Regions from separate parts of the Oryctolagus cuniculus genome. Here all the other regions are linked to region 1. The links are chromatin contacts, called in public Hi-C and Micro-C maps. All regions are on one chromosome and are shown on one strand. Each heading gives the region's core, a stretch centred on a gene start, on an enhancer-like site or on the middle of the called end of the contact. The rest is flanking DNA. Distances are from core to core; before and after follow the strand shown. Region 1 overlaps PRR5L (proline rich 5 like). Region 2 holds the start of FJX1 (four-jointed box kinase 1). Region 3 has its middle 120 kb from the start of TRIM44.

Evidence for each region. A called contact is a pair of places that touch in the nucleus more often than the background predicts.
Region 2: a contact with region 1 is called in a Micro-C map of ear pinna, with 11 times the contacts expected there. The contact joins the promoter of FJX1 here to the enhancer-like site in region 1. A contact is called at or near these places in 4 of 6 Hi-C or Micro-C datasets (ear pinna, embryonic fibroblasts, skin fibroblasts and 1 more).
Region 3: a contact with region 1 is called in a Hi-C map of an unstated tissue, with 2.5 times the contacts expected there. The contact joins two enhancer-like sites. A contact is called at or near these places in 2 of 6 Hi-C or Micro-C datasets (ear pinna and an unstated tissue).

The regions. Positions count from the first base shown.
Region 1 is chr1:29,551,921-29,554,904 of mOryCun1.1, reverse strand. PRR5L (proline rich 5 like) reads left to right here. Exons shown (of 10, transcript XR_011387541.1): 9 at 2,779-2,984. Among named protein-coding and RNA genes, the nearest start is that of TRAF6, 23 kb to the right of the region's middle. Within about 2 kb of position 1,409, at least 1 of the 8 cell types and tissues checked has an H3K27ac peak or open chromatin away from gene starts, as enhancers often do.
Region 2 is chr1:30,374,553-30,377,536 of mOryCun1.1, reverse strand. It overlaps FJX1 (four-jointed box kinase 1), which reads left to right and starts at 1,407. Exons shown (of 1, transcript XM_002709052.5): 1 at 1,407-2,984. The coding sequence starts at 1,689.
Region 3 is chr1:30,201,153-30,204,136 of mOryCun1.1, reverse strand. No RefSeq gene overlaps it. Among named protein-coding and RNA genes, the nearest start is that of TRIM44, 120 kb to the left of the region's middle. Within about 2 kb of position 1,581, at least 1 of the 8 cell types and tissues checked has an H3K27ac peak or open chromatin away from gene starts, as enhancers often do.

The DNA of each region.
Region 1 (2,984 bases), core at 160-2,659:
ATTGTTTATCTATAATCTAGCAATCTCAGTCTAACATTCTTTTTCATTTTAAAAAATGTTTATTTTTACTTATTTGAAAGGTAGAGTGACAGAGAGAGGCAGAAGGAGGGGGAGGGAGAGAGAGAATCTTTCATCTGCTCATTCACTTCCCAAATGCTTGCACTAGCTGGGGCTGAGCCAGGCTGAAGCCAAGAGCCTGGAACTCCATTCGAACCTCTTAGAACTCAAGGACTTGAGCCATCACTGCTGCCTCCAAGGACGCGCAGGTGCAGGAAGCTGGATTGGAAGTGAAAGAGTTGAGACTCGAACTAGGCACCCTGATATGGGATTCTGGTGTCCCAAACAGTGGCTTAACCCACTGTACCACAACATCCACTCCTCCTTTTTGTTTTAACAATGCTTTTCCTGGTGGATTATACAAACTCTCCTCAAGTGCTCTTAGACTCAGCTTTACCATCTAACGATGCAGTCATTAATGATTTGAACAAAACCTTTGACATGTGTCCATTCTGTATTTGAAGAGTCATGGTTTTAGCATCTCAATAAATTATCCTCCCACGTTGCGGATTCACCTCTATCCATACTTCCCTCTCTTCTGCGATTGCTCACCCTTCAGATACGAGTCACCTTGGATGCCTCATTGAGAATGCAGAGTCCCCAGCACCCCTTTCAGAGCCTCTAATTCAGGGTGTGTGTGATGTGCATTTTAATAAGCAACTTAGGAGATTCTAAGGCTGGTAATCCTCAGACACCTCGACACCTTGAGAAAGCCAACTGGGTGCTGGCGATGATCTTAATGCCATATTGGCCATCATTGGTCACAGAGGACAGGGGTTGCACGTTGAAGTCTTGGGATGGACTGGAGTCCCAACAGTCCATTTTCCTCACTTTCAGGTTGGATGTGGCATCTCATGTCAGATGTTCATTCACCCCTTAGCTGTATTAGTACGGAGGTGGTGCAGGGGTGACCAGGAATCTGTATATATAGTTTACACTACATGAGTTTGCTGACATTCAACTCTTTATTGGCCCCACATAAGTGCTTTTTTTTTTTAGTCAATTTAATAACTCCTCAGGTGTTTCTAACTTGAAGCTGATTTGGCAGCCAACCTGCAAACACAACTGGGACAGGGGAGTTCCAATATTTGAGCAAAGGGCTTCGCAGTTTCCATCAAAATTTAAGGACTCTATTTCCAGAAAACTCACCAAGTACAACTTTTTGCGTATCATCTCAGGGGGGATTTATGAACTCCTTAAAGGTCCAAGGACTCGAGGTTAGTTCTGTTTCACAAATTTCTTTTTGAAGGCTGCATTCATGAGGAGTAGAGCTTTGCTGCCACCTACTGCCATGTGGGTCTTATTCAACATGGGCTTGTTCTACTGCCTTGCCACGCAAGGTCTTCCAAGTTTGGCATTTTGTAGGAGGTATAAAAAGCTCCTGTCTCACACCAGCTAACACGGTAGTGCAGTTCTAGGTGACACTGGGTACACCGTTCATCATTCACACATTGCATTGAACTATCGTCACCACAGGTGTGGGGACAATTTGTGCTTCAGTGGAATACTAGACACTGTCTAGAGCGTACCTTCAGGCTTACTTGATTCTTATTCTGAGGAAGCTTAGTTTACAATGAAAATTACATCCTGTTCACTTCCCTCCTCCACTGTGAAAGGAGCTGGTTTGCCTCTATTTGCCTATTTGTTTCAACATTTCTGGTCTAGGCGTATCTGTTCTTTGGATTCTCCTTTGAACTGGTCATAACACCTGGCTTGTTCCCTCATTAAGAGTTAAATAAAATTGTTAACACATGCTCATTTGCTGTCTGTATAAGAGGCCTAAAACTGTTTTTTTTTTTTTTTATCCCATTATTCTTTAAAAAGAGCCAAAGTTGTATTATACCTGATTCCCATCTAAGAGGGCACTGGCCCTTTTCTTAAAAGCCCCGGGCCAGCATTGTGACATAGCAGGTTAAGCAGCAGCCTGTGATGCCGGCATCCCATATGGGCACCAGTTCGAGTCCTGTCCACTTCCGATCCAGCTTCCTGCAAATACACCTGGGAAAACAGTGGAATGCACCCAAGCAGGAGACCCAGTAGAAGCTCCTGGCTCCTGGCTTCAGTCTGACCCACCCCTGTCCATTGTGGCCATTTGGGGAGTGAACCAGGGGATGGAGGCTGGCTCTCTCTTTCCCTTTGTCTCTCCTTCTCTCTCTGTAACTCTTTCAAATAAATATTTTTTAAAAAATTATCCAATTAAGGAGATGCTCAATGCTGTAATTTTTTTAAAGATTTATTTATTTTATGTGAAAGTTAGAGTTACAGAGAAGTAGAGGCAGAGAGAGGTCTTCCATGCACTGGTTCACTCCCCAGATGGCCCAACAGCCGGAGATGCACTGATCTGAAGCCAGGAGCCAGGAGCTTCTTCTGGGTCTCCCATGTAGGTTCAGGGTCCCAAGGACTTGAGCCATCTTCTGCTTTCCCAGGCCACAGCAGAGAGCTAGATAGGAAGTGGAACAGCCAGGACTCGAACCGGTGCCCATATGGGATGCCGGCACTGCAGGCAGCGGCTTTTTACCTGCTACACCACAGCGCTGGCCCTGTAATTTTTTGATATATTAAAAAATCCCACCTCCCTCCTTTTCCTTACTGCTTTATTAAAACAGGTGACTAAAACTAACCCTCATTGCCTGGGAGGAGGTATGTAGCAAAGCAAACAAACTACAAGTAAACAGCAAGCAAAAAAAGGAGTTTGTAAATCTGGATTTTGTTTTTCCAAAGCTTGACTCCTTAGAATTAACAGAGGTGGAGCAGGAGAGGACCTGAGACTCAGAGAAGCAGAGCGAGATTGGACTTTCCCTCCACAAGACAACGGACTCCAGGCCAAAGAAAGGAGAGGCAAGTGTGGCAGGCCAGGCCCTGAGGGGTCACGCTGCAGGGGGCTGGACAACTGGACCCCAGGCTGCAGGAACAAGAGCAAGGCAAGG
Region 2 (2,984 bases), core at 158-2,657, 820 kb before region 1:
CGGTTTTCTGATGCCTCTGCTCAGCTACAAACATTGGAGTGTCTGTCCTATAACCCTAGAACATTCTTTCTAAAGAGAATCAGGGCCAGCTACTGAGGTAGTACCATTGAAACGCCCCTGCGCACCTGATGGAGAGAATACAAAGAAGAAAAAGAGCAAGGGGAAGGAAACAGATTTCAAACTCTGGCTTTCAAACAGGCAGATTCCACCTACCTTCCCAACCTGTGTCTCATTTGGGAGCAGCCAGGTTTGGATCTGGGACACACTGAGGCAGAAAGGGAAAGGAAAGAACAGATTAAATTCCAAGAGGTGCATTCCTGGAGGACTGAACCCAGGGGTGGCTGGAAGATATGTTGGTGTTTTTGTTTGCACCTCAAACCCCCATCTCACCCCCACTTCTGTTTTCCTTAAACCAGTACATCAAATGCAACATAGGGCTATTTTTGTTTCATTGAAAATCACATTTGGGGAATACAGGACTGACAAGCGACAGAGTGGAAAACCTAAGCATCCTGATTTGATTAAATCATGTTAAGTCTCTCAAGTGCCTTGCAGCCAGGACCCCTGAACGTGACTTTGAGCCTCTGCACTTGCTAACCGTGGGGTCTGGAGCAAGCCTGCCTTCTCAGTGCCTCGGTTTCCTCGAGAGCACAACAGTATCATTTCTATTGGGAAGTCGTCCCTGGCACCTCTGCGCCAGCACGAGGTTGGGTCCCAGGTTATAACGGTGCGCCCTGGGAACGGATCTGGGGGTTTATACACCGTTTGTGTCCAGAGCTCAGGACAGTGGCTTTGTTGAGGGATCCACCCATGACTGGGAACCAGCCCAGGTATTCCACGTGCCCAGCGCGGTTTCAAGCCCTGTTGAGTCCCTTGGGAGAGGCGCAACCTCAAAGCTCGCAGTGACCAGGAGCGGGGAGCACGCTCGAGAAAGGGGGGTGCTGGTGCAAAGTTGTGAGCCACCAAGGGTGCCTCTTCCCGCCTGCAGCCCCATCCTCGGTGGCTCGGAGAGATTACCGGGGGCTGACACAAGGCAACGTGAGCCTCACTGTCGCAAACGGAGAAAGCATAGGGACCCGCCCTGACTCTTGCGCCCGGAGTGCGGGGAGGTGAGTGGGGGGTCCGGCGGAACTTCGCGGGAGACCGGACGCTGCCCGGGCCAGCACCCGGCGAGCACCCCACGCAGCGAGGGCCAGGCCCGCCGCGGACGCCGAGCCTGCGCCGTCCCCTTCGGAGCCCCAGCGCGGGCGCAGCCGGCTGTGCTTCCTCCTACCCCTAAGCCTCCGACCGAGCCTAGGGCCGTCTCTCCGGCTTGTACGGCGCCATCGCCGCTTTAAGGGGAAGAGGACGGGAAGGGGGCGGGGGAGCGGGGGGCGGGGAGTGGCGGCGGAGGAGGGGGAGGGGGATCCCCCTCGCTCCCACGTGGTGCGGGCGCCTGTGAATCGCGCCCGCCGGAGGGTCTCACAGCGAAATACAAAAGCAGCTGGGAAGCGGCGGCGAGGCGAGTTCCCAGCGCCGCACAGAGCCCCGCAGCGCCCGGCGGCCGCCATGGGGCTGAGGCGCCCGAAGCCCCGGAGCCAACGAGCGGCCCGGCCCACCTCGCCGCCGGGACCTGGGCGCCCCGGCTCGGCTTGAAGCGGCGGCGGCGGCGGTGGCGGTGGCGGCGGCACCGGCGCGGCCACAGGAGCATGGGCAGGAGGATGCGGGGTGCCGCCGCCACCGCGGGGCTCTGGCTGCTGGCGCTGGGCTCGCTGCTGGCGCTATGGGGCGGGCTCCTGCCGCCGCGGACAGAGCCGCCCGCCTCGGGGCCGCCCGAAGACCGACTCCCGCGCCTCGCAGCCCGGATCGGCGGCCCGGCACCCGCGCCTCGCTTCCCTCTGCCCCCGCCTCTGGCCTGGGACGCCCGCGGCGGCTCCTTGAAAACTTTCCGGGCGCTGCTCACCCTGGCTGCCGGCGCTGACGGCCCGCCCCGGCGGCCCCCGGGCGAGCGCAAGCGGCACGTGCCAGCCGGGCGGTCCCGGCCGGAGGAGGAGAGCGCCGCCGTGCACGGGGGCGTCTTCTGGAGCCGGGGCCTGGAGGAGCAGGTGCCCCGGGGCTTCTCCGAGGCCCAGGCGGCGGCGTGGCTGGAGGCGGCGCGCAGCGCCCGGGTGGTGGCCCTGGAGCGCGGGGGCTGCGGGCGCAGCTCCAACCGACTGGCTCGCTTCGCCGACGGCACCCGCGCCTGCGTGCGCTACGGCATCAACCCCGAGCAGATCCAGGGCGAGGCCCTGTCCTACTACCTGGCGCGCCTGCTGGGCCTCCAGCGCCACGTGCCGCCGCTGGCGCTGGCTCGGGTGGAGGCGCGGGGCGCACAGTGGGCGCAGGTGCACGAGGAGCTGCGCGCGGCTCACTGGACCGAGGGCAGCGTCGTGAGCCTGACGCGCTGGCTGCCCAACCTCACGGACGTGGTGGTGCCCGCGCCCTGGCGCTCGGAGGACGGCCGTCTGCGGCCCCTACGCGGCGCTGGGGGCGAGCTGGCCAACCTCAGCCAGGCGGAGCTGGTGGACCTGGTGCAATGGACAGACTTGATCCTCTTCGACTACCTGACGGCCAACTTCGACAGGCTCGTAAGCAACCTCTTCAGCTTGCAGTGGGACCCGCGCGTCATGCAGCGCGCCACGAGCAACCTGCACCGGGGCCCCGGCGGGGCGCTGGTCTTTCTGGACAACGAGGCGGGCTTGGTGCACGGCTACCGGGTGGCGGGCATGTGGGACAAGTATAACGAGCCGCTGTTGCAGTCCGTGTGCGTGTTCCGCGAGCGGACCGCGCGGCGGGTGCTGGAGCTGCACCGCGGGCAGGACGCGGCGGCCAGGCTGCTGCGCCTCTACCGGCACCACGAGCCTCGCTTCCCCGAGCTGGCCGCGCTCGCCGACCCCCACGCTCAGCTGCTGCAGCGCCGCCTCGACTTCCTCGCCAAGCACATTTTGCACTGTAAGGCCAAGTAC
Region 3 (2,984 bases), core at 332-2,831, 650 kb before region 1:
ATCGGCAATCACAGCTCTCCTTCCTGCAATCACAGGACAATCTCTGGGATGCTAATGAGAGGATGATTTTGTTTCATGGGGAAGAGTGGATTTATGTCACTCACGCCACACTCAGGAAGCAGGAGCCCTGAAGTGGCAGCGGTTGAGGAGCGAGGTTGGAAGACACCCTGGTAACTAGTACAACCCCATCTTCCTATTGCGACCTTCTTATCATGGGGCTGGTAGGGGGGTTCCAATGCGTGAAGACCCTGACTTCTGGCCCTCAGTGCCCCTCCTTAGAGCAGTCCACTGTGACAGGAAGGAGAAAAGAACATCTTCAAGGCCAGGTTCAAGCAGAGAAAGTGGGGATGATTTTCCCCATCCTATGACTCCCCAATCCCAACCCCTTGGTGTGCTTCCTGGACTATGTCACCTATTCACTGTAGCCAAAACCAGCTGGATTGGAAGCAGAGTCTTAGCCGCTTGGCCACCCTCTGACTTCAGTCCTACGACAGGTGATTTCTACAAGCTGGGGGTATTCACCAAGAAAGGTCCCCTCCCCAGAATGGGAGCTGTGCTCTCTTCGTTGGAGGTCCTTGTTTTGTTGGGTTCTTCCTGCTGCTTCTGGCCTGCTCTGTGCTTCCTTTTGCCTGGACCCCACTTTGCCTTAGTGGGGCAGGCCGCACTTTCTTCCAGCTTCATGAAAGAATGGGTGAACATACAGAAGGCAAGAGGAAAAGAGTTGTAGTTCTGGGCCTGCTTATGCCTCCAAGCTCCACCTCCTATTGACGTGGCCACATCACATACTCCTAAACTCCTCGACACCTCATGACGCCTAAACTCCTGACCCCTCATACGCCCTCCTTCTTGTCCTTGAGAGGTAGAAGAAAAAGCTGCAGAGAAAACCTCTGCACCACCAAGAGGCTAGCACATGCAGTCAACAGCAAATACAAAACTCTACCGAAAACCCATGTCACCCACAAGCTCTTAGCAATGAGGAGTGAGTTTGGAGAACAGGTAGATTGGGAGATTGGGATCCCCAGTTCCCCACTTAAAAAATATTCTCCTCTGTAAGTTCAGTTGGGCCTTCTCTTCCTCTTGCCCCCATTTTGGCACACCTTTTGATTAGTGTTGACACCTAGAAATGATGGGAAGCCAGACTGGATCCTTAGTATCTCAGCTCTGGCCCAGGTAGCCCATTCCTCCATGAACAGGAATTGTAGATTGTATGCACTCATGCAGTGCCACACTAGGCCAGCAGGGGTCTGACATTAGTTGCTTTTAACCCCAAATAACTGACTTTGCAGTGTGATGGCTCCGTGAATGAACTTGAAGTGAAGAGCTAACAGCCACGGTTTGAGAAAGCAGAACTTGTAAGTATAAATAATGCATCCATTTTTGTAGTAGGCCTATAAACAGCCAAGCCCACAGGGCATCGATTTTCCTTATCCACAATGAAGTGCTTGGTTTAATCCAGTTTCCATGTTTAGCCAGAAAATACATTCATAAAGAAAGCTACCTTAATCCGGGAGCTTTGGGCCGTCCAGATTTCTGGCTGAAACTATTCACCAGTTGCTGTTTGTTCTCTAAGGAAGATGCCATGTTGGCCAAAGGTGAGGTAATAGAAAACAGTCAACGTCTTAAAAAGCATGAGGTCAGTGTTTGTAGGTCACACTGAAGTCAGTGTTTCAAATTGAGAGCTCCAGTCTTTATGTTGTCCTTGAATATATTTTTATGGTGGGTGATGATTCGAAATACCTAAGAGAAGTATTGTGCCTACCAGTTTTCAAAGTCCTTTCACACCCAGTGTCACATTGGGTCTTTGTTACAAGAAAGAAACTATGAGTCTCATAATCTGGCCAGTGAAGTCAAGGCTCAGAGAGGTGAAGGGAGCTTCCTGAGGACACACAGCTCGTAAAGGCAGAGCTGGCAATTCCCATGCCAATGCACCAGTTTGAGTCTGTGTGCATTAAAGGACTTTAACGTGTGCAAGATGTATACAATGCAACCTTGTTCTTTTGTCAGCAAGCAGCCTGATTTAACTTAGTATCTATTTATGGTTTATTGCATTGCTCAAAACTAAAGACACTGTAATTTCTTTAAATCGAGGGTTGCGTGCTTTTCATTAAGCACACCTACCTTCCCATCACACAGCCCTGTTCTAGGTTCTGCTTTCCCAAGAGATGATAGGAAGTGGCGAGAATCACATCTACGCAGACTCTGAATTTCTCTGTGTCCTCATCAGGCCGCTTCTGTCAGAGAAAGCCTGACCGTCTTCACGCAGCAGCCTGATGCGCCAGATGCTGCTATTTTTCTGGATGAGGATTAGGCAGGGGGCAGCTGCCTTGCCCGGGGTCACATGACAACCAAGGGCTGGGGCTGAGATCTGTGCCCAGGTAGCCAGCGCAGCCTGTCTCTTTCCAGGTTCGCAGTCACTGTACACACCAACAGCAGGCACTCCCCAGATGGCGCAGAAGAGGTACAAGGAAGCGCTCCTTCTCCACACGAATCCGGGGTGGTTGTGAGGACTATTTAAAACACGTGGCATTGATATACTTTGGAGAATGGGGGGAAAGTGTTACAGGTTCAAAAGAAATGCAGGGGCCAGCGCTGCGGTGTAGCGGGTAAAGCCACTGCCTGCAGTGCCGGCATCCCATATGGGCTCCAGTTCAAGTCCCAGCTGCTCCACTTCCGATCTAGCTCTCTGCTGTGACCTGGGAAAGCAATAGAAGATGATCCAAGTCCATGGGTCTCTGCACCCATGTGGAAGACCCGGAAGAAGCTCCTGGCTCCTGGCTTCGGATCAGCACAGCTCCGGCCGTTGTGGCCAATTGGGGAGTGAACCAGCAAATGAAAGACATCTCTCTCTCTCTCTCTCTCTCTCTCTCTCTCTTCTCTGTCTCTCCTTCTCTTTGTAACTCAGCCTTTCAAATAAATAAATCTAAAAAAGAAAAAGAAATGCAGCATAGATCTGAAAAGAACTTTATAGACAAGATTCTCATCTT